7 separate regions of the Mus musculus genome follow, and regions 1, 2, 3, 5, 6 and 7 are each linked to region 4. The links are chromatin contacts, called in public Hi-C, HiChIP or PLAC-seq and promoter capture Hi-C maps. All regions are on one chromosome and are shown on one strand. Each heading gives the region's core, a stretch centred on a gene start, on an enhancer-like site or on the middle of the called end of the contact. The rest is flanking DNA. Distances are from core to core; before and after follow the strand shown.

Evidence for each region. Promoter capture Hi-C pulls out the DNA fragments that hold promoters and counts their contacts. Hi-C and Micro-C count contacts between places; a contact is called where the count stands out from the background. HiChIP or PLAC-seq counts read pairs in DNA pulled down with a chosen protein or histone mark.
Region 1: an HNF4G HiChIP or PLAC-seq map of pancreatic cancer cells shows a contact between it and region 4. The contact joins the promoter of Gprc5a here to the promoter of Lrp6 in region 4. A contact is called at or near these places in 1 of 484 Hi-C or Micro-C datasets (embryonic stem cells) and 2 of 115 datasets of contacts at active chromatin or transcription factors (microglia and pancreatic cancer cells).
Region 2: an H3K27ac HiChIP or PLAC-seq map of microglia shows a contact between it and region 4, with 5 times the contacts expected there. The contact joins the enhancer-like site here to the promoter of Lrp6 in region 4. A contact is called at or near these places in 1 of 39 promoter capture datasets (embryonic stem cells), 4 of 115 datasets of contacts at active chromatin or transcription factors (bone marrow-derived macrophages, memory CD8 T cells, microglia and 1 more) and 1 of 9 other capture datasets (adipose tissue).
Region 3: a contact with region 4 is called in an H3K27ac HiChIP or PLAC-seq map of extraembryonic endoderm stem cells. The contact joins the promoter of Lockd here to the promoter of Lrp6 in region 4. A contact is called at or near these places in 4 of 39 promoter capture datasets (the 3T3-L1 cell line, hippocampal neurons, liver and 1 more), 12 of 484 Hi-C or Micro-C datasets (CD4 T cells, the G1E-ER4 cell line, the HL-1 cell line and 5 more), 8 of 115 datasets of contacts at active chromatin or transcription factors (the 230-238 cell line, bone marrow-derived macrophages, embryonic forebrain and 5 more) and 2 of 9 other capture datasets (adipose tissue and liver).
Region 5: a Hi-C map of liver shows a contact between it and region 4, with 2.1 times the contacts expected there. The contact joins the enhancer-like site here to the promoter of Lrp6 in region 4. A contact is called at or near these places in 1 of 484 Hi-C or Micro-C datasets (liver) and 1 of 115 datasets of contacts at active chromatin or transcription factors (pancreatic cancer cells).
Region 6: a promoter capture Hi-C map of neural stem cells shows a contact between it and region 4. The contact joins the promoter of Apold1 here to the promoter of Lrp6 in region 4. A contact is called at or near these places in 4 of 39 promoter capture datasets (liver, neural stem cells, neutrophils and 1 more), 2 of 484 Hi-C or Micro-C datasets (both in embryonic stem cells) and 2 of 115 datasets of contacts at active chromatin or transcription factors (pancreatic cancer cells and trophoblast stem cells).
Region 7: a promoter capture Hi-C map of pre-B cells shows a contact between it and region 4, with 2.8 times the contacts expected there. The contact joins the promoter of Ddx47 here to the promoter of Lrp6 in region 4. A contact is called at or near these places in 3 of 39 promoter capture datasets (liver, neutrophils and pre-B cells), 1 of 484 Hi-C or Micro-C datasets (CD4 T cells) and 2 of 115 datasets of contacts at active chromatin or transcription factors (memory CD8 T cells and pancreatic cancer cells).

What each region holds. Positions count from the first base shown.
Region 1 is chr6:135,063,680-135,067,294 of GRCm38.p6, reverse strand. Gprc5a (G protein-coupled receptor, family C, group 5, member A) reads right to left here and starts at 1,633. Exons shown (of 4, transcript NM_181444.5): 1 at 1,520-1,633.
Region 2 is chr6:134,065,505-134,068,803 of GRCm38.p6, reverse strand. All of the region lies in intron 1 of Etv6 (ets variant 6), which reads right to left. Among named protein-coding and RNA genes, the nearest start is that of Etv6, 31 kb to the right of the region's middle. Within about 2 kb of position 1,658, at least 37 of the 459 cell types and tissues checked have an H3K27ac peak or open chromatin away from gene starts, as enhancers often do. A contact at or near this core is called in adipose tissue, bone marrow-derived macrophages, memory CD8 T cells and 1 more, where this site is marked.
Region 3 is chr6:134,927,227-134,930,623 of GRCm38.p6, reverse strand. It overlaps Lockd (lncRNA downstream of Cdkn1b), which reads right to left and starts at 1,532. Exons shown (of 2, transcript NR_037956.1): 1 at 1,339-1,532.
Region 4 is chr6:134,564,829-134,568,500 of GRCm38.p6, reverse strand. It overlaps Lrp6 (low density lipoprotein receptor-related protein 6), which reads left to right and starts at 1,588. Exons shown (of 23, transcript NM_008514.4): 1 at 1,588-1,858. The coding sequence starts at 1,804.
Region 5 is chr6:134,170,183-134,173,486 of GRCm38.p6, reverse strand. All of the region lies in intron 2 of Etv6 (ets variant 6), which reads right to left. Gm52920 (a long non-coding RNA gene) reads left to right here. Exons shown (of 3, transcript XR_003956529.1): 3 at 1-599. Among named protein-coding and RNA genes, the nearest start is that of Gm52920, 15 kb to the left of the region's middle. Within about 2 kb of position 1,431, at least 56 of the 459 cell types and tissues checked have an H3K27ac peak or open chromatin away from gene starts, as enhancers often do. A contact at or near this core is called in liver, where this site is marked.
Region 6 is chr6:134,980,175-134,983,457 of GRCm38.p6, reverse strand. Apold1 (apolipoprotein L domain containing 1) reads right to left here and starts at 1,457. Exons shown (of 2, transcript NM_001109914.1): 1 at 1,429-1,457. Gm36428 (a long non-coding RNA gene) reads left to right here. Exons shown (of 3, transcript XR_003956531.1): 1 at 1-320; 2 at 1,064-1,321; 3 at 1,403-1,560.
Region 7 is chr6:135,010,218-135,013,468 of GRCm38.p6, reverse strand. It overlaps Ddx47 (DEAD box helicase 47), which reads right to left and starts at 1,857. Exons shown (of 12, transcript NM_026360.3): 1 at 1,741-1,857; 2 at 1,074-1,167. The coding sequence starts at 1,827.

The DNA.
Region 1 (3,615 bases), core at 384-2,883, 500 kb before region 4:
CTCAATTACCTCTCAAGAATGGAATGAAGGCGCACATTTTTTTCAACCTGCTGCTTACGGATACTGTGCAACTACAGACAGGCAGGACCTACACACAGAAAAGACGCTTGCCTACGACTCCTCAGCATAAGGACCTGGCGGCAGGTGGCTGCTGGATAAATGACTGCAGAACCAGGAAACACAGGGCTGCCTGGAGCCAGGTAGAGACCTTTTCTTGGGAAGTCAGAGACAGCTGTGGCCATTCCCTTTGGGCCTGGGGGCCAGCCTCTCCATTCCCTCTTTGATCCTAAGGCACCTCCCAACCCTTCCTCCCCTCCCCTTCCTTCTCTCTATCAGTGATGGCCAGTACAAAAACCCCTAAGGGTGAAGTGTTGGCCTCACCCTCCCCTCCACCTTCCCAGGCCATTGTATCTGAAGTGGCTAAAGAATTCTCCTTCAGTAAAGAGCAAAGAAGAGACTGTTTCCAGAGAACCTTTCACCAGGCTTCAACAAAAGCCTCAGACACTTGCCTGGAGAAAAGGCAGGCAGGCACGGTGATGGTCCTTCAATTACCTGCTTCCAGGCAGGCTTTTGCCATTTGGGAGCCTTCTACCATGAGACCGATACCTGTTATCCCAACACTCTGCAAACTGAGGCAGAATGGTGGTTACAAGCTCGAGGCCAGCCTGAATGTCTAAAAAAAACAAACAAACAAAAAAAAACAACAACAACAAAACAACAACAAAAAAAAAAAACAACTGCTGTTTCCTGTCTTTCCATTCAATGTGATCTGCCAGCCTCCTCCTGCCTGTGTCTCTTCTCCTCCGGGAAGACAAGCTTTTCACCCCCTCTTGTTAAAGAGAGACAGGGTCTTAGAGACTGGGGCAACAGGAAAAGTAAGGGATGGGGTGGAGGAACAACACGCACATGAGAAGGGGGGGGGGGCGTTGAGGTGAGTCACTTCCTGACCTCCACGGCCTTCGCTCCTTTGGGAAGGAAGCGGCTGGCATCCTCTCCCTCTACCCCTCTATTCATTCACAGACCCTTGAAACTCAGATGGGAGTTGAAAGCATCATAGCCCATCTTCCACCCACCAGTGGCTACATAGAACCTGTGGGAGGGGCCTAGTACAGTTCAAGACGGACCTCTCTTTTAATATTGGTATTTTAAACTACTGTTTTGTATCTGGAGACAGAGACTTATATAGCCCAGGCTGACCAGGAACTCACAGTAGAGTCAAGGCTGGCCTTGAACTCTTGATTCTTCTGCATCTACCTCCCAGGTGCAGAATTACAGGCCTGTGCTACAGTTTCTAACTGTTTGCTGATTGGTCTTTCCCCTCTGTTTTAGCCCAGAGAACACATTCAGAGGTGAGAGAAGTTAAGGACATTCCTTTCTCGGTTTCATCTGTTTCTCCTAGCCAGCTGTAGTCCATCACGGGCTGTACTGTCTCAGTTCTCCTTCCCCAAGGCTCCCCACGCCCCACTCTCCGGATTTAAAACTGGGGCCCGGAGCGCGCTCCTGGGTAAACCCCTCTTACCTGGGCGCCGCGGCGCTCGGGGTGAAGCGAGAACTTGCGACTCACGCGTGAAAGGCGAGAGCGCTCAACCCCTGGCTACTGGGCAGGTCCTGGGACAAGGATCCCGCCTTGGCCGCGCAAAGCGGTTATAAAGGCTTCTGTCGCCGGAGGGAGGGAGAGGGTGAACCGAGGGACAAGGGGCGGGGGCGGGGCGGAGGGAGAGGACACGCCTAATCCAGTTCCGCGGCACTTCTCGCTGTTGTGAAAATAAAGTCACCGTGCCAGAGAATGAACTGAAAGCCTCCCTGACGTCAGAAGCACAGTCACTCATGAAATAGGTGGCGGGGTTGCGGGGGAAGCACCCTAGACTGCCAGGCGTAGCTCTCGACGAGTGTTCAGGTCGGTCCCAGAGCTCCCGCCCTTATGAAAAGAGCCACACGGTGAACCCAGCTACGGATGAGCGCTGCTGGCTGTCATCTCCTGGAGGGAACCACACCCATCCTCCCTGAGGGCACTATAGGGCCCCAAGGGCAAAGACTTAAGCCAGCAGCTCCAGGCAGCTCCTTTGTTACTTTCTGTGGGAGAAGTTGGTCTTTATTTCCCCTTGGCGGCACCTGTCTCTCCATCACCCACTCCTTCCTCCGGTGAGCAGGGAGAAGCCAAGTTTAAATGGGAAGAGACAGCCACTCACTCTCCTGTGGGTCCCCCAGTCGCGGCTAAAGAGTAAAGACCAAGGAAAAGTTGAGACGCTTCAGCAAGGCCCTTCTTGGAACTGTCGCATAGCCAAGTTAGCATGGCCTGACTGAGAGATCATATCGCCTTTCTTTTAACCACCTCTCCAAAAGTTTGACAAAGCAGTTGATAGGAACAGAGACGCCAGATAAAATTTTGAAATGAAGGAATTTGCCTTTGGTGTCTGATTCCTCCTGCTTAGGTAGGGGCCCGCAGCGCATCCATTATCAGGCCAGTCCGGCTGAAACCTGCCTGCTCCGTAGTCAAAAAGTCCTGGAATGTCAACGCACTGGACCAGGTTTACCCCGTTGGTTGCGTTGGTGGGCAGCGGGGGAACTAAGCTTTTTAGGTAGTAGGGAAGGCCTGGAGCAGGCCTTCTAAGTGCTTTAGTTCAGTTTTAATACAATTTTTCATGTATGGCGACCCCCAGCCATAAAATTATCTTTGTTATTACCTCATAACTGTAATTTTGCTTCTGTTATGAATCTTAATATACATATCTGTGCTTTTTACTGGGCTTAGGTGACCCCTGTGAAAAAGATGTTTAACCCCTACAAGGGGCTGAGACCCACTTTTCTCCACACCCTTAAATGCTTTTTAAAATGTAACAAACAATCTTGCCAGATGGTAGGGGCTCACAACTTTAATCCCAGCACTCCTAAGGGAGAGGCAAGCAGATCTCAGTGAATTGGAGGCCAGTCTGCTCTACACAGTGAGTTCCAGAACAATCAGGGATGCACAGAGAAACCCTGTCTCAAAAAAAGAAAAGAAAAGAATAAAATGTAACAAGCCAGGCCTGGCGCGGGGCACCTCTGTAACGCCAGCACTTGGGTGGTAGAAGCAGGTAGAAAAACACTTCAAGGCCAGTTTCTACTACATAGGAGTTTGAGGTCACCTGAAGGTGACTTGCTGCAAATGACAGTTCGAGTCAGCATTTGGGAGACTGAAACAGGAAGATGGCCACCGGCCTGAGCCACATAGGTGATATAGGGCAACGGGAAAGGGGGAGGGGGGGCTACTCTCAAGAGCCTGACTCAAAAAGGCAGAGGAGATGGGAAGGTGGCTCAGCCAATAAACTACGTGCTGCCTAACCTGATAACCAGAGTCCAATTCCCAAAATCGGCATGAAGGTCAACCAAGTCCAAGAAGAGAACCAAGACTGTAAAGTTGTCCTCTGACCTACACACAGGACCATGGTGAGTGCTACACACACACGCACATACACACACACACACACACACACACACACACACACACACCAATAGAAAGACTCTTCATGAGCTTATGCTGTGATGTATAAGGTACTGGTTCAAACACCAGAGCCAAAACAACCTAAATCTTTGGAGTCTATATTTCTATTGATCTCGTACCTAAGAAACCGCAGT
Region 2 (3,299 bases), core at 409-2,908, 500 kb after region 4:
AGGAGGAGGAGGCCATCAAGGAACGCCACTGCGATATGCTCTAATTAGGTTCTAAGCAGATCTCTCTGCTGCAGGAAGGTGAGACAGGGATAGGCAATCATTTTAACAAGCTGTGGGTTCTTCCCCTTAAACAAGTCCTCAATGGAGGAAGTTAATCACTGGCTGCAAGAAATCAATCCGGAGTACTTCCTGCCCTGACTGAACATGTAATATGGACCCTGGAAGATGATGTCAGGAGCTGCACATAGGGAGGGAAAGGTTCTTAGCCAAAAAAATCAAGCAAGCAAGCAAAATTCCTGTACTACCAGAAGCAGCTTAGAAAGGGTGCAGCGGCTGGGCAGTGGTGGCGCACATCTTTAATCTCCCTTTAATTGGGAGGGGAGGCAGAGGCAGGCGGATTTCTGAGTCCGAGGCCAGCCTGGTCTACAGAGTGAGTTCCAGGACAGCCAGTGCTACACAGAGAAACAAACAAACAAACAAACAAACAAAAGACAGAAAGAAAGGGTGTAGGGGAATGGGGGAAATACAGAGGACAAAATGTTAGGTGTGGTAGTTTATGATTATAATCCCAGACTTTTGGGTAAGGCTGAGGCAAATGGACTCTTATGAAATGGAGGCTAGTCTGGGTTACAGAAATGAGCTGAAGATGCAGCTAATTCAGAGTGCTTGCCTAGAATTCACAATGCCCTGATTTGAGCCATAATACTACATAAACTAGCCGTGCAGGTAAACACCTCTAATTCCAGCACTCAGGCAGTAGTGGTAAGAGATTCGGAAGGTCAGCGTCATCCTCAGCTACACTCAAGGCCAGCCTGGGCTACATGAGACCCCCCTCTCAGAGGGAAACATAAACAAAAACACAATAGTGGTAAATTATATGTTACATTGGCTTTTAGTTTATTGTTCCTAAGTTTGAATTAAGTTGATGGGCTGCCTCTTAAAGTATAAGTTCTTTATTTCTACAAGAACCAGAGCGCCGCAGGGTATTCTGAGTCATAACTGACATGACCTGGATGTTCCTTTGAAGGAAGGTATGAAAGATTAAAACTTCACCCACATCCTTTCAGAGGTCAAAATGCCCTTACAGCCAGAGAACTGGGAGGCTCATCTCTCAACTTTACAAATAAAGTCTAAGACACCGGGAAATGGCTTAACCAAGGGCACAGCGAGGCTCGACTCCCAGCCAGGCTAATAGCATTGCACGAATGTCAAAGAACATGCGGAAGAGTACCACCGTGAGGAGGTGTGTGCTGACATTCATGTCAGAATGATAGAGGCCAGCAGGACTGTGAGCTGCTCGTTGGAGCCTTAGTTTGCTTCCTACTGCTGTGATAAAACATTGACCAACTTGAAGACAAGGGGTTTATCTGGTTTGCAGGTTACAATCAGTCACTTAGGCACATCATTCAGAGACACCAAGGCAGGAACTCGAAACAGAACTTGGCTCAAGTGGGCAAGAATCTGGAGCAGAAACTAAACAAAGGCCATGGAGAAGGACTGCTTCAACACCCCAGGACCATGTGTCTAGCCATGGTACCACTCCCAGGATGCTAGGTTCTTCTACATCAATCAGGGAAATGCCCCACAGGCCTGCCTAGAGGACAATCTAATGAGAACACTTTCTTAATTGAGGTTCTCTCTTGTGAAATGACACTGGCTTGTGTCAAGCTGACAAAAAACAAAACAACAAAAAAAACGCCCAATACCACAAGCAAGTCTGCACCTAAGAGCTGCCTTGTCACTCTCGCTCTGATAGGCGGCCTGTGAAAGACACAAAGCATCAGATCTCACATACTCTTTATAAATGTGCCATTTCCCTACGGGAAGAGAAAGGAGAGTGACAAGAATGGTCAGGTCCCACAGTGGCCCCATTTTTAAAAGCACCTATTTATAGACATGAGAAGCATTAAAGCCATTTAACATGCTATGTGTGAACTTGGTAGCAAGTCTGTCCGAAAGAGGAGTGAGTGTCTCCTGGTGTAGGGGACCTACGTAGAAAAAGAGTCTGTGGGAAGAAGTCAGTCATGTCCTTTATTCAACCCTTCACTCATTCATAAAGTACTCTAACTTACACAAACAAGAAGCCTACACACAACGATCTACCCTTTATTTCAAGAGAGTCGAAGACCTGGGTAAGGAAAAACTGATGATCAAGTTAGATCTTTCCTTCCTACACATTCTGATTGTTTTAAAGTTCTTACTCCTGTGTGTGTGTGCACGTGCACATGTGCGTATACACATACACACCCCACACACACACACACACACACACACACACACACACTCATCCACTCACAGAAGGCCAGAACATTACTTTCCATTCAGGTGTCATTAATACCTGTGTTAATTCTGCATATACTCTTTCCTGGATCACGAGGTTCCTATTATCTCAGCATTCTTCTCTGAGGCTATTTCCTGGTAATCTCAGCCATCTGAAGCTGTGGACTCAGGGGTGAGGCCCTTCCTCGTGAGGACAGCATGAACCAGTCCCTCGAGGCTGGGGAAACACAAAGCAGAAAAAGGAAGGAAGAATCCGTGAGTTCTGGCCTTTGCCCTCCTACTCCACAGTGTGAGTCGGGATGGATAGCTCCTCTCATCTGCTAGTCCCCAGCAACCTGAGGAACCAGGCCTTCAGACTGTGACTTAACTGTGACAACTGGCTTTCCTGGGGCGCCTGCCTGAGGACAGCAGAAGATCACAGGACACACCCCCTCATCCTCCACTGTCATGTGAGCTAATGCATCTTAATTAATTAATTGATACATGAATGAATACATGCATAAAATTTACTGGCTCTCTTTCTCTAGAGAACCCCAATACAACGATGCATATCATTCTCTTTAAATGAATGAGATAAAATCAGAACAGAAAAAGAAATCCTAAGATAATCAGAAACTATTCTCTCTACAAGGGGACAGAAAGCCAGGAGGAAGAAGGTACCGCCGTGTGAACTGTAGAAAACAGGCGTAAAACAACTCCTGTGAGCTTTGGTCACCGATGAAACCATGCCCTGACCGTTCTGAGCTCCAGATTAAACGCATGTACATCTTCCCTGCCCTCAATAGATTTTATTACCTGGGGCAGTAGATCAGTAGCCATGACCAAAAGTCATCACACTGACATTAAAATTGGAATTGGGTATGCCAGGATATCCTCAAAGGACCTCGAAACACCCTCCCTTTTACATTTGTCTCCTTGATCGAGTCCTTGTAATAACAATGTGACAGGTACGGTACTTGGCCATTCAAAGTCCTTGTTGGTTAATTAAACAGCAAGTACATGGTGCACCTGGCATAGAT
Region 3 (3,397 bases), core at 283-2,782, 360 kb before region 4:
GTTAGGGTGGATACAGTAGCACGTGCCTACAGTCCCATCTGGTTAAGAGATTACGTCAGACACATCAAGTTCAAGACCAGCAAGAAGTAGAGGGAGGGAGAAAGAGGGAGGGGAGCCATTATTAGTAGTAATGCATTTATTTTTGACCTGGGACTCATAGAGATCCATCTGCCTCTGCCTCACGAGTACTGGGATTAAAGCTGTACACCACCATGTCCAGTGGGGTTTTATTTATGACCTCCTTTGTTTGTACGCTTGTTGGTATATTCGAGGTAGGGAGGGTTATATGCAGCCCAGGCTGACTGCAAAGTCTCTCAGTATCCTAAGCAGGCCTTGAACTCCTGATCCTCCTGCCTCCAGCTCCCAAGTGCTCAGATTACAGGTGTGCTCCACCATGCCAAGCCCAAGTTTCCAAGCCTGTTTTCACAGTCACGTGCTATCTGAATCTTTATCTATGACACCCCTGTCCGGGGACCATCCAAATCCCTGCTTGGCTCACACTCAAGATGAAGACCTGTTTCTGAGACTAGCTTCCTCCTTCCAGGGATGTGGTTTTCCTCATGGACTGCTCATTCTGATCGGATGTGTCCTCTGAAAGGCAGAGGTAAGCACTGAGCCTCTAACAGAGTCCATGAATACAGCCTGGAGAGCAGCTCAAACATGTTGGTTTATGGACGGGGTCAAGGAGCTTAGTGGACTGGGAGAGGTAAGGTCAGAACTAGACAGCTAAAAAACTAAGAACATGGCATACTGGTTCAGGGGCCAATGGAGGCTAAGGCTGGGCTTCTGGCTAAAACAGACTGAAAGGAGATATCAGGAGAAATTATTTTAAGGAAAGAAAAAGGGAAGAAAAAAAAAAGGCAAAGGCAAAGAAAGGTATACATATGAGATGTCCCTGATAAAGAGAAAGACTGATCTAGGACTACTGTTTAATTATTATGACGTTTTAAAAGCTTCACTGCAAAGAAAAACATAGTTGGATCCTAATTAATAAAAGCCATCACTTGTATTAGACCTGTTCTACTAATTGAATCCTCCTAGATCTTAACAAACTCTTTCCAATGAGTTTCCTGACCCAGAAATCAAAAGGGGACTTTATGTCCCCTTCTCATCCTCACAAGGGGGGGTGGGGAACCAAACCTGGAAAACAGACAGGTTCCCCCCCCCCTTTAAGGTTAAAAAGGAAGAAAATGACACCGACTGCCTTTGTCCTGATGGATTTTGACACTCTAACCCCAGAAATAACACCTCTTTTGCTCTATATAGAGTCTATAGCCACACCTTGTATTTGGTTGGTTTATTCCTATGACGGGTAATATTCATTTCTAGGATAACTACCCGCTCCCGCCCTCCCCAAGTCTACCTTTCCAAGACAGGGGAAGGTGCGTCCTCGTCGAACTCCCGCCTGTACCTTCCTAGTACCTCTGGCCAGCAGCCTGTGTGCCCGTGCTCCCTGGACATCCGTGAATGTTTGATGCTACATCTCTACCCAAACTGAAGCTTCCCGCCTGCATTCTGTCAACGGCACTTGCGGGCGGGGCGGGGGGGGGGCAACTTTTGGAACAGAAAGCTCCACCCATCCTACTCCCTACTACCTGCAATCAAACCAGCTAAAACACCCCACCTCAGACTCCCCAACTAAGTCTCATCACATGATCTACCGTACGGTAATTTTTTTTTTTTAACAAGAAAACAAGCATCCAAAAAAAAAAAAAAAAAAATTCAAACTGCAGGCGCGAGCCAATGGGGAAGCAGGGGAAGGTGGGCGGGGGAAGCGCGGCGGGCTGGGCGGGGACCCGCGGACCTGTGGACCGAAGGATTCGTAAAACGCAGCAGGCGCACGGTTTAGGCTTTTTTTTTTTTTCTTCCAAAACTCAGTTAAGCGCGAGGCTCCGCCTGCAGCTGCAGCCTCGCAGATCCACCTTAAATCTTCAGTGGACTCGGTGCAGGGGTCAGTGGGCGCAGCCAATGCCAATCAAGTTTACAACCACCAGCTCGGGACGAGGGAGGGGGGGTTTGGGGAAGGCCAGAGGGAGAAACTTCAACTTCTCGCTTTATATGCACACATCACACACGCGCACACGCAAACACACGTACGCACGCACATGCACACGCACACAAAGGGAAGGAGGGGGCCAGAGACCGGCGCTCCGCCGCCAAGTAACAAGTTTGCAAACGCTTCTAAGCTCGCTGGCCGCGGCCTGGACGCGCTTCCCGCGTCCCGACCCGAGCGCCATGATGGTGGCTGCGGTTCTCAGTCCGGGTTCTGGAGGGGGAGCCGCAAATGATGCAATCCCCCGGCCGGCGCCCGAACCGCGCGCCCTTCTCCCGGCCTTTTTCTTAACGTTCCTTTTAGAGGCGCGTCGAGGTTTCGCGCCCAAAGCATGGATAAGGGGTTTTTCTTTTGTTTTATTTTTTAAGATTTCCTAATTTCTGGTTCCTACCTCTGCTGAGTCCTTATGCATGATAAGTCTGTGACTTGGATGGAGGCCCGAGGGACTTGAGACTTGAGTGTACGTGGAAATAAGTGCACTTTCGGTTCTCCGGGATCCGCCTGTGGCTGACCCCACCCTATTACAACCCCACGCGAGTGAAATCAGGGAGACGACCCCATAGGTTTCTAAGTAGGATCCATGGCCTTTTTACCCCTCAGTGTCGTTTGCAAGGTTTCTTTTTTGCTTTAATTTTATTATTTTTTAAAGCCAGGAAAGGGGGGGGCAGGAGTAGGGTGTGGCTCAGGTGAAAGATGGCAAATGAAAAAGAATCCATGCTCTGAAAAACAGATCAGGGATCCTAAGTGGACTTCTAAACAAAACACCTTTTAGTTCAAAGCGCTAGACGAGCAATCGTGTTTTCTGGTGATGATGGTGTAATGGCGAAGGCAATTCTCTGGCTCCCAGGAAAGGTCGCTCAGTGCAGCCAGGGTGGTGGGCACACAGTGGCTTGAAAGGCCGACTGCTTGCTCCCTCCCACTAGTGAATGTCCATAGTCCCCCAATCTAACCCATCACAGCCCCCTCCCCAAATCCTTATTTCCCCCAGTTCTTCCTTGCCCAGGTCTGCGGTTCTGGACAGCCAAGGATGCAAAGGTGGGGGGCACTTTGCAAGCAGGGTGAAGGGCAGGGCTGATCACCGAAAGCGGCAGTGGTTCTCCACAGTTAGGCGCGCATTGGTGACGGTCGCTTAGCCGCCAGCGAGCCGGGAAGGCTTTCGAAATCCGCGGGGCTGCGGATCATTGGAGCCCTGCGGTAGGGGTGGGAGCGGGCTGCTGCCCTGGAGGGTCCACGAACTCCGGGAAATTGGTCCCTTCGGGCAAGTCCCCCAGAACTCAGTGAGCGGCGGGGTGTCCTCTGGGAAGGGTCGTGGGCCTTCCATAGTGATTTTCTTCGTCTGGAGGA
Region 4 (3,672 bases), core at 339-2,838:
GCCCTAGGGATTGAACTTAGGCTGTCAGGCTTAGAGGTAAGTGCCTTTACCCACCGCGCTCCCTCACCAGCCTACCTGAAAACATTTCCTAACACTCCTGTACAATCCTCCAAGTTGGTTGCTTCAGGTTCTGTTACTCAGGACTTGAGTGGCCTTGGATAAGTCACCGAGTGTCTCAAATTCTTCATGTGTGCCAAGAGAATCACAGCAAAGCCAGTCTCATCTCAGGTTAGTTCTGAGTGGCCCATCTGATAAATTGCTTGCAAGCCCTAGGTGAGCCCTTTGCCCATTCGCCTGCAGAAAGGGTGTGTGATGGCTGGACAGGACACAGCTGATGGTTAACGTTTGGAGCTGGCTGGCCTAGGCTGAAGCTGGCCAGTTGACTGCAGAGGGCATTTGGGCTATTACTTGGAAATGCCCACTGCACATGTAGTGGTAGAGGTTGTTTTGGGGGCTCCTTTTTTTCTCTCAGACCTGTAACCCCTCCCCCTGAAAAGACATGTTTTATTTTCTCTTTGCTGTTAGCTACTAAGGATTTTCTCTCTCAGTTTAGAAAGCTTTAGTCCTTGTCAGCTTAGTTCACAAAAAAAGGTCTGTATTTCTTGGAAGGCAATAAACAAACAAACAAAAAACTATTGTTTTTTTTCTTTAATTTTTTTCTTAGTTTATATTTATTGTATGTAATGATGGATAAGATTCAAGCACATAATTTTCTTTTAACATGTGTGTGCCTCTTCCCCCAACATTAGCTTCACTCTTTTTCCCAGATAGTCATACTTTTATTTTCTTATCATCTATGTGTTAACTCATATATAAAGGCATTTCTACACACACACACACACACACACACACACACCCCTAGATCCACATATGAGGGAAACTTGTCTGAGTAAGGTTTACTTATGTGTATACAATCCCACAATCTTTGTCTTTTCCCCATGTGTGTGACTTTATGTGTATATGTAAAGCAGGCTCCACACTAGGAGAAAAACATACTTTTTTTTTTTTTTAAAGTCCGAGTCTGGTTTATTTTACTTCCTATGATGAGGATTCTCAACCCAGTCCACTAGCGATGTGCTCCGCGTTGGCTTCTGCACACCGTTCCCCTGGCCCGCCGCTTCGGGAAAGCGTAAGCCGCAATGGCACTTTGATTTTCCTACGTCCCGGGGCAGCCCCGGGGTCCGCAGCTCCACCTGGCTCGGCGGCCGGGCGCACAAAGAGCGGCGCGGGCGGCGACGGGCCGGGACGCAGAAAGTAGTCCCGACCACGCCGGCCCCAGTGTCGGCCGACGTCGCCTCACGCCCTCCGCCGCCCGGGGAAAGAATCCCATCGGAATGCGCCTCGGGAAGACCTTATCCCCGCAGCGTGCGGGGGCTCGCGAGGCTCAACCCGCGGGGGCTCTCCGGGGAGTCGGCGCGCGCGGCGGTCGCGGCTCCCGGGGTCCGGCCGCGGCGCGCTGAGGACGGGGGTGGGGGGAGTCGGGCGCGCAGGGAGACGGCGGCGGCCCCGCGGCGGATCCCTGCGCCGCTGCGAGAGGAAGAGGCTGAATGAGGCGCCGCGCGGGGGACGTGGGGCGCCGCGGGAGGAGGCGGCGGCATGGGGGCAGGCGCTGGCGTCGCGCGAGCCCGGGCCGGAGCGGCGCGCTAGAGCCCTGACGTGCGCCCTTTTCTTTCTTCTCGCGGCCGCGGAAAGCATGAGCGTGCAGACCCGCCGCTGCGGCGGCCGCCCCGGCTCCTCGCCCGCGCGTCCCCTGGCCGCCGGGCGCCGGTGAGGGCCGCGAGCGCGCGCGGTGGTGGGGGGAAGATGGGGGCCGTGCTGAGGAGCCTCCTGGCCTGCAGCTTCTGCGTGCTGCTGAGAGGTGAGGCGAAGCGAGGCGAGGCCGGGGGAAAAGTTGCCGGGGTCCCGGGAGGGGGAGGGGAGGTGGCGGGGACAGCGGCGGGGACAGAGGCCTGGCGCTGGGGAGCCGCGCGAGGAAGGGGCCCGCGGTCGGGGGCCGCGCCCGGCCGCCGCGCACACCCCTGGCCGGCCCCGCGGCGCCGCCGGACAAAGCTGCGGGCCTCGGGGGGACCCCTGGCCCCCCGCACTCCATCGGAATGACTGACGGTGCCCGGCTCGCCTGCACTCGGGGCAGAAAGGGGCTTTTGTAGTTGCGCTTTCAGCACCATTGGTGTTGACCTCCCTCTCCCTCGAAGCCTGAGCTCACCTTTCCCGTGTCTCTTAGGTGAACTTTTTTCTTCTTCTTTAAACCCCACTATTTTTTTTTTCCTTCTCCCCTCTCTAGGCCTTGTTACAACTAATAATTGTCTTCCGCGGGGATAGAATGGTCCTGGGTGAGAGCACAGTTGGAAATTGACTCTAGGGTGATAGGTCGCGCTTTTCAGCATTCGGGATCATCTGAGCCCATAATAAAAACACAAACGTTGCCCTCGTAACCCCTGGTATTCAGGACTCGCCCCCTGTTTGCGGAGTGTGCAAGTGTACAGTTGGCACCAAGTAGGGAAGTCATCCTTGTGTGGCGAGGAGCCTATCCTGGGAACTAAATTATCATTTGCTGGGCACCCCTGGGAACTGCTTGGCACTTTAGTAAATAACAGAGAATGCCCTGGGTAATTTGCTATGGGAATCGCTTAAACGTAGTGGCTCTGTGGTGTTTTGAATTTGGACTGTGAGGCTGAGACGTACGTCCTGACTTTTTGTTGTGTGACAGTTTGCAATGGAAACCTTGTCGACTGGTCTTCAGTTGATGAGCGATGGGGGCTGGTGCCATGGAGAGTGTTGCCTGTGCAAGAATTGAGGTGCTGTTTGACGCCGTATCTTGTTGTTCGCTTTTGTTAACTTACCTGTGCCAGTTAATGGGACCTCTCTGGGATTCTTAGTTATTAATTTAACAAGCTCAACGTTTAAGTCCGTCAGAAGTATGGAAGTTTGCAAAGTAGGATAGTAACTAACAATCTTATGATGTAAATGGGACAGCCTATCATCTATGCATGTGTGTATTTGAATAAGACTATTTGCCTTAAAACCCCCCCACCATTTTCTAAAAATAAGCGTATCCCGAATTGTCTAGTCCTTTTTGCAAATACCAGAAAGATAATTGCTGTTTTAATTTCCATGGCAGAGAACTCAATGTTATTACTCAAGAGATTTAATAATCAAGTGTTTATTTTGTTATAGTAAACTCTACATTGAAAGATTTTGCTGTAGCTGTGAGAAAGTTGTTATTAACATGTGAATATGATTGACAAGTTCATAAGAGTTAAAATGTAGAACTAGTGGATTGATTTAGAGTTGGGAAAGTCTAAATCTGTGACTTCTGATGGCTTTAGCGCCTGAAAGTCCAGCTGCCATTCTTAGAGGGGACATAGGACTGTTTGTTTATTTTGATAACAGGTTTGAGCCTAGAGTTGAGTAGATTCATGCATGAGTTTGGTTTAGAGATGGTGAAGCATGATATTGTGTGTAACAAGATCAAGAAGAGGTAACTGTCCGAAGTGGAGCTTATTTAAATGTAATACAATAATGCTAAGGAGGTCTTTGTTTTTCTGTTTAGCATTATTTAATTGTGAGCATATATCATTCCAACTGAAACTGTCTTTTTGGTGTAAACGATTCCTAATTTAAAGTTTCTTCACTTCTTGGCACTGTTAGCCTCTGTTATAAGTGACAGTCACC
Region 5 (3,304 bases), core at 182-2,681, 390 kb after region 4:
AATCCTATTCCAGAAGAGTCGCGAGCAGTCACAGACCCAGGGTGTTCCACTTCCTCTTCCAGCTGCCTTCGTGCAAGGAGTGAAAACCCGTGTCCTGACTCCGGATGCACAAACACGTTCACTATCACTAGCAAGACAGGTGTGGTGGCACACACCTGGAATCCCAGCACTGGGGAGGTTGGGGCAGGAAGGCTGCCGCAAGTTCAAAGTCATCTTGGTCTATTCGTGAGTAGCAGAGTCAGACTGGGCCACACAACTAGACTATCTCAAAAGAATAAAGCATCAAGCCCCTCTATATGAGCACGGAAGGTCTGCTAAAGAATTCTTTTAGGATTCTTAAATATATCAGGGAATAGCTGGGGACACTGCCCCAATGGTGGTTGCAATGTGTGAGCCTCGAGTTAAATTCATAAAATAATCTTTGGTCTGATGAGGCTAAATCTGTAAATACCCTGGCTTTTATTTTAGAATTATGGCAGCCATATGAGTTGCTTTTCAACCATTCCATACTTAACAGAAGTCCTGATAAACCTCGTAGTTCATAAGTATTTAATTAGGTAGAAGTAGAACAACAAATTAAGTTCGTCTATTTAATAAATATAAAGTTTTCAGTAAAGAAAACACTGCAAAACATGGGATACAGGCTTGGAAACTATAATAAAAAACCAAGGGCTTGGTACAAAAAGGCCAGAAATGACAGCCTCATATTAACTTCCTCTAAGAAAGTCACACTTGGTGTAGACCAAAGCATAAAGTTTGGAATAACAAGAAGACAAACAAAACTGCATATCTCCTTAAAAATAAACAAGAACTAATAGAACATAAAAAAAAAAAAATCTAGAAACGTACGTAGCCTGTCCTCACATCTCTAGAATAGCTTTCTGGTTGGGTCTCTGTTTTAGTTTGCTTTCTGGTGCTATGATAAAACGCTGAGTACAACTGACTTAAAAGAGGAAGGAATTTATACGACTTACACTTCCAGGCCTTAGTTCATCACTGAGGGAAGTCAGGGCAGGCACTGAAGCAGAAACCAACTAGGAATGCTGTTTGTTGGCTCGCTTCACAGCTCACTTAGCTTCCAGACCAGAACCACTTGCCCAGGGAATAGTACTGCCCACAGTGGGCTGGGCCCTCCTCTATGAATGAACGATGAAGAATATTCCTCACAGAAATGCCCACAGACCAAATCACTTAATTGAGCCCTTTTAAGTGATTCTAGGCTGCTTCAAGGTGACAGTTAATGCTAACTAGGACAGCTTCCAATTCCCCATTGCAGGCTACGTGGTCACCTTTTGTAGCCAATGGCTATAATTATGCAATGGTGCTTGCTAAAGCAAGTGCCAGAATTAGATGCCAGGCACAGAAGGCATGCTATTGGCAATCTCATTCATCTAGTTCTCAAGTTCTCAGAAAACTCCAACGTCCAGAGTTACTCAAGAGTTTAAGCTGGAGGGCTGCGAAGAGTGAGCAGCCGGACTAAAAAAAGACACAGAGCCCAACGCAAACCCGAACGCGAGGCTGCTCGACACACTGGGAGCCAAGAAGCCCGCTCAGCGGCTCAGTGACACACTTCTACTTCACACGGAAGGTACACGAAGCTTGACGTATCAAGTCTTTCCAGAAAGGGACATATGGTGAGGAGAAAACCGTAGCCCTGTCATGACGGTTACTCGTGACAATGGCGGCAGGTGACCTTCATTCCATGATTGATTAGGCAAATACTTACTAAGCACCTCCTTGGGGGAGGGCGCTCTTCGAGGCACCAGGCAATTAACGCATAAACAAATAAGCAAACAAAATTATAAACTACACCAAATGGTGATTACATGTTATAGAGGGTGTTAACAATTTGAATACCCAATACCCCTCATTCACCTCACAGCTCAGCTATCTGAAAACTTGATTTGTGGTTGTTTGGTGGTGCTCTTCTGGGAGGCTACAAGCTTAGGAGGGGGGCCTGGCTGGCAGAAATAGGTCACTGGGTGCTGACCTCTGAAGGCTTCTCCTTACAGTATGCTGCCTCTGCCTTCTGATTAGCAACGATAAGAAAAGTCACCTGACACAGTTTCCACTGCCACAGACTGGGCAGGCCCTGTTAGTGGGCTTTCCTCACCATGATGAACTGAGATGTTCTGAAATGGTGAGCCAAAACAGATCTTTTCTTTATTTGGTGGCTTCTGTCAGATATCTTTATAGGGGCAAGGCATCATGGAAGGAATTCTAGAAGAAACATGGTAGGTAGTAGGATGAAGGTCTTGTGTTTGTGCACATTTCTTAGGGAAGAGAAAGTGTGTGGGGGGATAACTGAAACATGAGAAGGGGGAGGGGAGGAAGGAGGGCTAGGGAGGGAGGGGCAGAGAGAGGGAGAGGAAGGAGCAGAGAGAAAGAGGAAGAGGGAGGGGGAGGGGGAGGAGGAGGGAGAAGTGCTAAGGCTGTCAGGCTGGAAGCATGGCAGGCTGGGAGCCACTCTGCCCAACATTGCCATCATGTCTTCACGGACTCACTCTCAAAAGCCCTTTATGCTTTCACTCTCTCCCTTCTCCCGTTTCTGTCTCTCTCGTTACTTCCCAGGAGTCCTCTCAAATCACAATCAGATCACACCAGCCCTCTGCCTAAAATTCTCATTGAAAAATTAAATGCCGAAGCCTTTTAACGGCACAGGCATCCCCTACCTCCCCTGCCTCTCACACTCACCTCTCTCGTCCCATCTGTCACTGGAGACACACTCCCTTCCTCTCTGGTCCTTTTACCATGGTAACCATGTTCTCCCCTTGAGGTTCTCATTGTTCTCCATGCCTGGACGCATGGATGAGGTTGGTGACTTCATTATGGGCTATGAGAAGGTGGGCTTGACTAAGTACAACTCGAAGGGCCTATCTTGCTCTGGCCTCCACTTCTCTGTCTGTTTCTGTGTTCCCATGAGATGGACAGCTCTGCTTTGCCCCCTGCCACGATGCTCATGGCCTTATTCCCAGAGCAGCAGGACCAAGAACGCCAGAGTGAAACTATGAGCCAAGATAACTCTTTCCTCCTTTAAATCGCTTCTCACAGTACTTGTCACAGTGACAGAGTCTCACTCACACATCTGCTATTATCCCTTGCATATTTCCACTTCATTCATCCAGCACGGATGGTCTTAGCTGGCAACTGTAATTTTTCTCAGCCGCAGTACTGAAGACAGCGTTTTATTCAGTGTGTTCATTGTGTTGCCACCACTGAACAAATCCTAAATACACTCCTTAGTGCTACTTCAATTTCTTCTATGGCATCTTAGAACCTTCCTGAGATGATCTACACCCTTTAG
Region 6 (3,283 bases), core at 208-2,707, 420 kb before region 4:
TGCCTTAATGGTAGATCACTTACCTAGCGTTCAACCCTCAGACTCAATCCACAAGGCTGCCGAAATGAATACACGAATAAATAAACCACTCAGGACTGGGAACAGGGAGGTAGGTTACTACTGGGTTATGGGTCAAGTTTCCAAAGGCTCTGGAGCCTGGGACAAGTCACACAAGTTCCCAGAACCCGTTAACTGTGCGTTCCAACAGAGATTATGCTGTCTTCTGCTTTCCTTCCAGGGAACAAAATCTATGGACACCATCCACAGATTTAAATAAAGGTTTAAACGGGAAGGTGGAGACTATTAGAAAGCTGCTCCAGGTAAATGCTCTGAAAACAGAGACTTTGCTCTGTTTTCAAAATGACACTTGGGCTGAGGATGCAGCTCAGGGGTAGAGCCATTGTCTGGTGTGACACCCTATTCTATTCCCCAACTCCTGACAAACAAGGACCAATAAAAAGAAGAGAACACCTTAAAAGTAGCAAACCGTGCATGTAACGTAACAAAAACTTTTCATTATGTGGAGACTTGTGTCCTAGGGACTCAAGGTACTTGCCCCCCCCATTCTCATTATATCATTATATTCTCTCTCTCTCTCTCTCTCTCTCTCTCTCTCTCTCTCTCTCTCCTTCTCTCAATGTCCCTGTCCCTCTCTCTAATCCTAGCACTTGGGAGGCAGAGGCAGGATCATTGAGAGTTCAAGGCCAACCTGGTCTAAATACTGAGTTCTAGGCCATCCAAGGCTACATAACAAGAATTTGTCTCAAGGTAAAAAAGAAAAGGTGCTAGCTAGCAGCTCACTGGAGGCTTCCTTGGGTCCAGATGGACTGAAGCCAATAAAAGGTGACTAAGGGAGAAAGCTGAATGTACCAGGTTCATCTGTAAAAGGCCATCTGTCCTGGTAATGAGGGAGCCCCATTTTCATACACACTGTACTCTCCACCAGTCAGAACTTCTTAAAGGCACCAAATAAGTCACTGAAAGAGCATGTCGGACCTGAACGAGCAGGGCAGAAGTTATTTAATTTTTTATCTTTCTCCATTTGTTTTTGTTGTTTTTAAAGACAGGCTGTTACATAGTCCAAGTTGACCTCAAACCCCCGATTCTCCGGCCTCCACCTCCTGAGTTCTAGAATTCCAGGCTTGCATCGGCATGCACAGCCAGAACTCATTGTCCTCGGTTAAGATGAAGGCCTTTAGAGACCGGCTACCAACAGCTGATGTTTCTCAGTGCCCCCAGAAGAACACTGGTCTCCTGACTCATAGGTCCTACAGCTCCTGGTTGACCTCCATGATCTAGCTGACCAGTAAGAAGTTTTCAGGTAACAAGAAGGTTGGGAAAAAGTCACTCCAAATACATGACGCCTCGAGAGTTGACCCCGATATCACCAATCCCATTGCAGACACATCCCTCGGACTCCCCACTTACCCTTCACTCTGGCCTCCAGGAAGAAAAGTGGGAGACTGTTTCTGGACGAGCATACTTTATAGCTCCCAGGAGCCAATGACGGCTCTGGGAAAGCCTTGTCTCATTCTGAGAAGCTGCTGTTTCCTGCCCTGACCCCTGCTGCCTTCGGCCAGGATATGACATGTTGGAAAAAGAGACGCTGGCAAAGCACGTCCCGTATTTAGGAAATGAATATTGTGTGTTCGCTTTCCCCTCCAAACGCAGGAAGAGAACCACAGGCTCTTCCCCAACTTGAAACAAGTGCTGTCATCTCCCAGTGGGGATACCCTGCCTTTCCTCTCCTGAGAATAGCTACTGACGCCATCGGGGGAGGCTTTCCCACATGCCCCAGGCTGCCCAATTATAGTGTTTCTTTGAGAGGACTCCATCAGAAAATCATTTTTAAAAAGAAATAGGAGGGACCGGAAAACTTAATTATGATCGATACAGCCACTCATGGTCCTTTTCAAAGAGCTTTGTGGGGATGTAAGTAGCTGAAGCATGTGACCCATTAAGGGAGGGCAGCCAGCACCAAGGAGCGCCTAAAATTCAAGACCACGCCCACAGGAAGTGCTGCGTGCAGTTTAGGGCATCTCCAGCTGTGGAGAAGACACAGGAGGTCTCAAAAAGGGCACACTGCGGGGCCAAGTGCGTCAGAAAAATCACTGGGGTCAAGCTGCACACCGAGCTAATTATACACTTTCCATGGCAGCGGGGAGATGATGGCTTCCGGGGTTTTCATATGAAGCGAGGACTGTAGCTTGCATCATGGTTAAATGAGTGGATTCTAGCTACAGGTTCCCCAGCAGGGTCTGAAAAACAGTTATCTATTACAGAGCGTGCAGGCGGGGAAATGAATGTAGCTTCTTTCTGTGCCTTTACCCAGACCAGATGGCGATGCACCCCATAGCTATCCCTGAAGCAGTTAGGGTGGGGGTGGGGGGAGGGGAGAAGCTGAAGCTTAGTTGGGAAACCCAGTCTCACCAAAGGACCCCTGACACCATCGTCAAAGGCCAAACTGGTTTTCACCTAAATGATTCATGTCTCCAGCTGGAGGTGCAGTAGACTAGCACGCGGAGGCCCTGGATTCTAACACTGGCACCCAGAAACCCATCACTGTGGCCCACCCCTGTAATTCCAGCACCAGGAAGTAAAAGCTTGAGGGTTAGACATTCAAGGTCAGCTTCGGATTCATAGCTAGTTGGAATCCAGCCTGGGCTACGTGAGACCCTGTTCCCAAAACGAAACAAAAGTCCCCCTTATTCATTTGGAGTCTCTTGCATCTGTTCAGTGCGGTCTCACTATGGAGTTCTGGCTAGCCTAGAACTCATTAAGTAGATCAGACTGGCATTGAACTTGCCTCTTGCTCTGCCCCATTTGGAAAGTTTCAACAGCTCTATCATTGTAGAACACAATTAAGCCCCTCACTTTCGTATGGATAACCTGTCTTTACCAGAGCAGTGCCACCTGCAGCACACCCTGCTGCTCTTGACCTTGATCAGTCAGAATTTAGTCCACGTCCAAGTGTTCTGGTTATAGCTCCTACAGAATAGACATAACCGAGCAGAATGGCCCCAGCGTCTACTTGTACTCTTGAGATAAGAGGCAGAACGGCTGGGCATGGTGGCACAGGCCTGTCATCCCAGCACCTGGAAGGAAGCATCATAGTTTGCTCAAAGTTCAAGGTCAGCCCGAACTGGAGAGCAAAACCTGGAAGCACAGGGGCCTGAGTCTAATCCTCAGGACCTACATTTAAAACTGCCAAGTGTGGTGTTGCTGGTCGAGCAGCCTAGCTTACATCACAAGCTCTATCTACTCCAACCACAAAAGGGCAGCC
Region 7 (3,251 bases), core at 608-3,107, 440 kb before region 4:
GAAGATACAGAATAAGCAAGATGGATTTTCTTTCTGGTTTTTTTTTTGGGGGGGGGGCGTTGTTTGTTTGTTCTTTGTCTTAAAGACAAAGTGTTTTCCTACTTGCTTAGTAGACCAGGCTAGCCCCAAACTCTCAGAAATCCTCCTGTCTCTGCCAATGGAGTGCTGGGATTAAAGGTGTGCACCACCACGCCTAGCTTTATGGTGGATTCTTTTTTTTTTTTTTCCTCTTTTTTTTTTTTAATTACGTATTTTCCTCAATTACATTTCCAATGCTATCCCAAAAGCCTCCCACACCCTCCCCCCCCCACTCCCCTACCCACCCATTCCCATTTTTTGGCCCTGGCGTTCCCCTGTACTGGGGCATATAAAGTTTGCCTGTCCAGTGGGCCTCTCTTTCCAGTGATGGCCGACTACGGCATCTTTTGATACATATGCAGCTAGAGTCAAGAGCTCCGGGGTACTGGTTAGTTCATAATGTTGCACCTACAGGGTTGCAGATCTCTTTAGCTCCTTGTATACTTTCTCTAGCTCCTCCATTGGGGGTCCTGTGATCCATCCAATAGCTGACTCTGAGCATCCACCTATGTGTTTGCTAGGCCCCGGCATAGTCTCACAAGAGACGGCTATATCACGGTCCTTGCACCAAACGCTTGCTAGTGTATGCAATGGTGTCATCGTTTGGAGGCTAATTATGGGTCTCTTGATGGTCCATTGTATGGATTCTTAATTCTCATCTCTTAGAGCTAACAGTCAGGATCTGCCATGCAAATTCAGACAGTAGAGTGCTCTAGGGGTTTAAAACTGTCGTCCCACCATTCATTAACGTCAGTGTCTACCTCCCAAATGGTACAGGCTTGTGCCACCGTGATCACACCTGGCTTTATATTTATTTGAAGCAAGGTCTCTGCCTCCTCGGTGTTAAGAACTCAAGTAGTCCTGCCATACCCAGGGAGAGATTATATCTTTATTTCACTTGGAATTTGACAGCAATAGCTCTTAGAAGCAACACAAAAACTGAATATAATGCCACACTGGCTCTGTACTAGCCTGCATATTTAATTCCAACCTACCTTGCAAGGCCAAAGGAATAGCTTCGATCTGGATCTTGGTGGGCTTTGCCCATCCCAACTGGTCACAAGCTTCACACAATACATCCGTAACACCCTTTGAATTCAGAAAACCATACTTTAGCAAAGAATACATCCTCACCTTTATCAGAGCCATCCTCCTGGTGATACGTAGCCCTTTGCACTTTACATAACTGTACATCTCAGACCCTGCTTTATATGAACACTATGGGACAGCGCCTTGAGACAATTTCTCTTCACCAGGGGCTGCTGTCAACTCTTTGCATGTATTATCTCATTTAACCCGTCAAATCAGTTCCGACCAGTGGCTAGCTATTATTCTACCAAGTGCCTCACGTGTATAAAGTGAGGCGCACACCATAACAACTTGCCTCTTGTAAGGAGGTCACGCGTGACCCTAGATAACATAAGGCTCTACAGTAACTGGGGAGAAAAACAAACGGGGGCTCTCACGACCCAGCGGCATCCTACAAGGCAAATGCACCCGAGGGAGCGTGAAGAGACCCCGAGTTTCTGACAGCCTGAAGATAGCATGAGCTAGGCCCCAAGGTGTTTTTACACACCACCGGCTGGGATATGAAGTACCCAAACCCTGGGTGAGCCTAAACGCCAACATCACAAAATAAATACCAGCATCACCCATTCTCACCAGGTCTTTAAATGTTTTCGTTTCCTCCTCTTCCGCAGCTGTCTGAAGGGCTCCAGAGGGGGAATCGGGTTCCTCGTCCGCCGCCATCTTGCTCGTGGGCTCCGGAAGTGGGGCCGAGGCGCAAGGCGTGCTGGGAAATGTAGGCGATTACTTTCCTAGAGTGTAGGTTCTGAACGCCTCCTGCTGGCGGGTCTGGCGTGGCAGCGCCCCACACAGGAGGGACTTGGAAGAACAGCAATGGCTGGAAGCCTGTGTGCCTAAGGAACTGAGACGATCCCTTCTTGCTGCCCTTTGGGTATCTGCCCTATTTTTTATTTTTTTAAATTGGTTTCTTGAGGCAGGATTTCATTCTGCAACTTCGGCCTTCCAGGGCCTTGGCTGTCTTCCCTTTGGCTTATCACTTTTCTAACTATAGAAATGTAAACACATGGACATCACGATACTATTTATTCATTACTTCATATATTTGACAACTGACAGCCTGCCATATGCTTGGACTGTGCTAGGTGTCTAATGATAGAGCAGGACAGTATCAACTTCCACTGCAAAGAGAAGGCAAACAATACATAGGTAATAATGGGCCACTTTGAATTATGAAAAGTGCTACATAAAAATAGGGGAGCAAAGCTTTGGGAGAAAGAATTGTCAGGATTGCTGCAAGACTGAGAAGGTGTCTCTGAGGCAGTGATATTTGAGCTGGGACCTTACTGATACCAGAAAGGCCGTTCTGAGTTCAGGGGACACCTATTCAAGACTGGCAGATCTGAGCCGAGCGTGGTGGCACACGCCTTTAATCCCAGCGCTTGGGAGGCAGAGGCAGGCAGATTTCTGAAACCCTGTCTCGAAAAAACAAACAAACAAACAAAAAACTGGCAGATCTGTGAATACAAAATTCCTGAGACCCGTGAGATATCTGAACTGCCACCACTTAAGCTAGTGAGGTACAATGTATGTTACATGCCCTGTGCCTGCAAGTGTACCCTAGTGGGGAGGCATTGGCATTCTCAATGTGTGGGGCACACTTTCTGAAACTGAGGCATTAGAGACAATCTGCTATGCTTTTCTTCGTGGTATCCCTTTCTCTGGCAGAGTGTGTTGTTAAAATGTGCGCAGCGCATGTCAAACATACCCTTAAGAGTATTTAGGGCTCCAAGTCCTGAGGCTGTTGTGGGAAAGGCCATAGATTTAAATATAATATAACTAAGATTGGGAGTGGTGGCCCATGCCTTTAATCCCATCACTCAGGAGACAGAGGCAGGTGAATCTCTGTGAAGTGGAGGCCTGCCCGGTCTACATAGCAAGTTCCAGAACAGTCAGGGTTACTTGGTAAGACCCTGTTTCAAATATATATTATATGTGTGTTATATTACAAGTGTGTATGGATGGATGTAACAACCTTCTACTAAAACACAGAGAAGCAGAAACTACACTTGAAGAGGTTTGTGATGATTGCCTGTGGAGGGAGGGGAATTAAGATAAAATGCACAAGTCGGAATTCAGAAACAAAATGA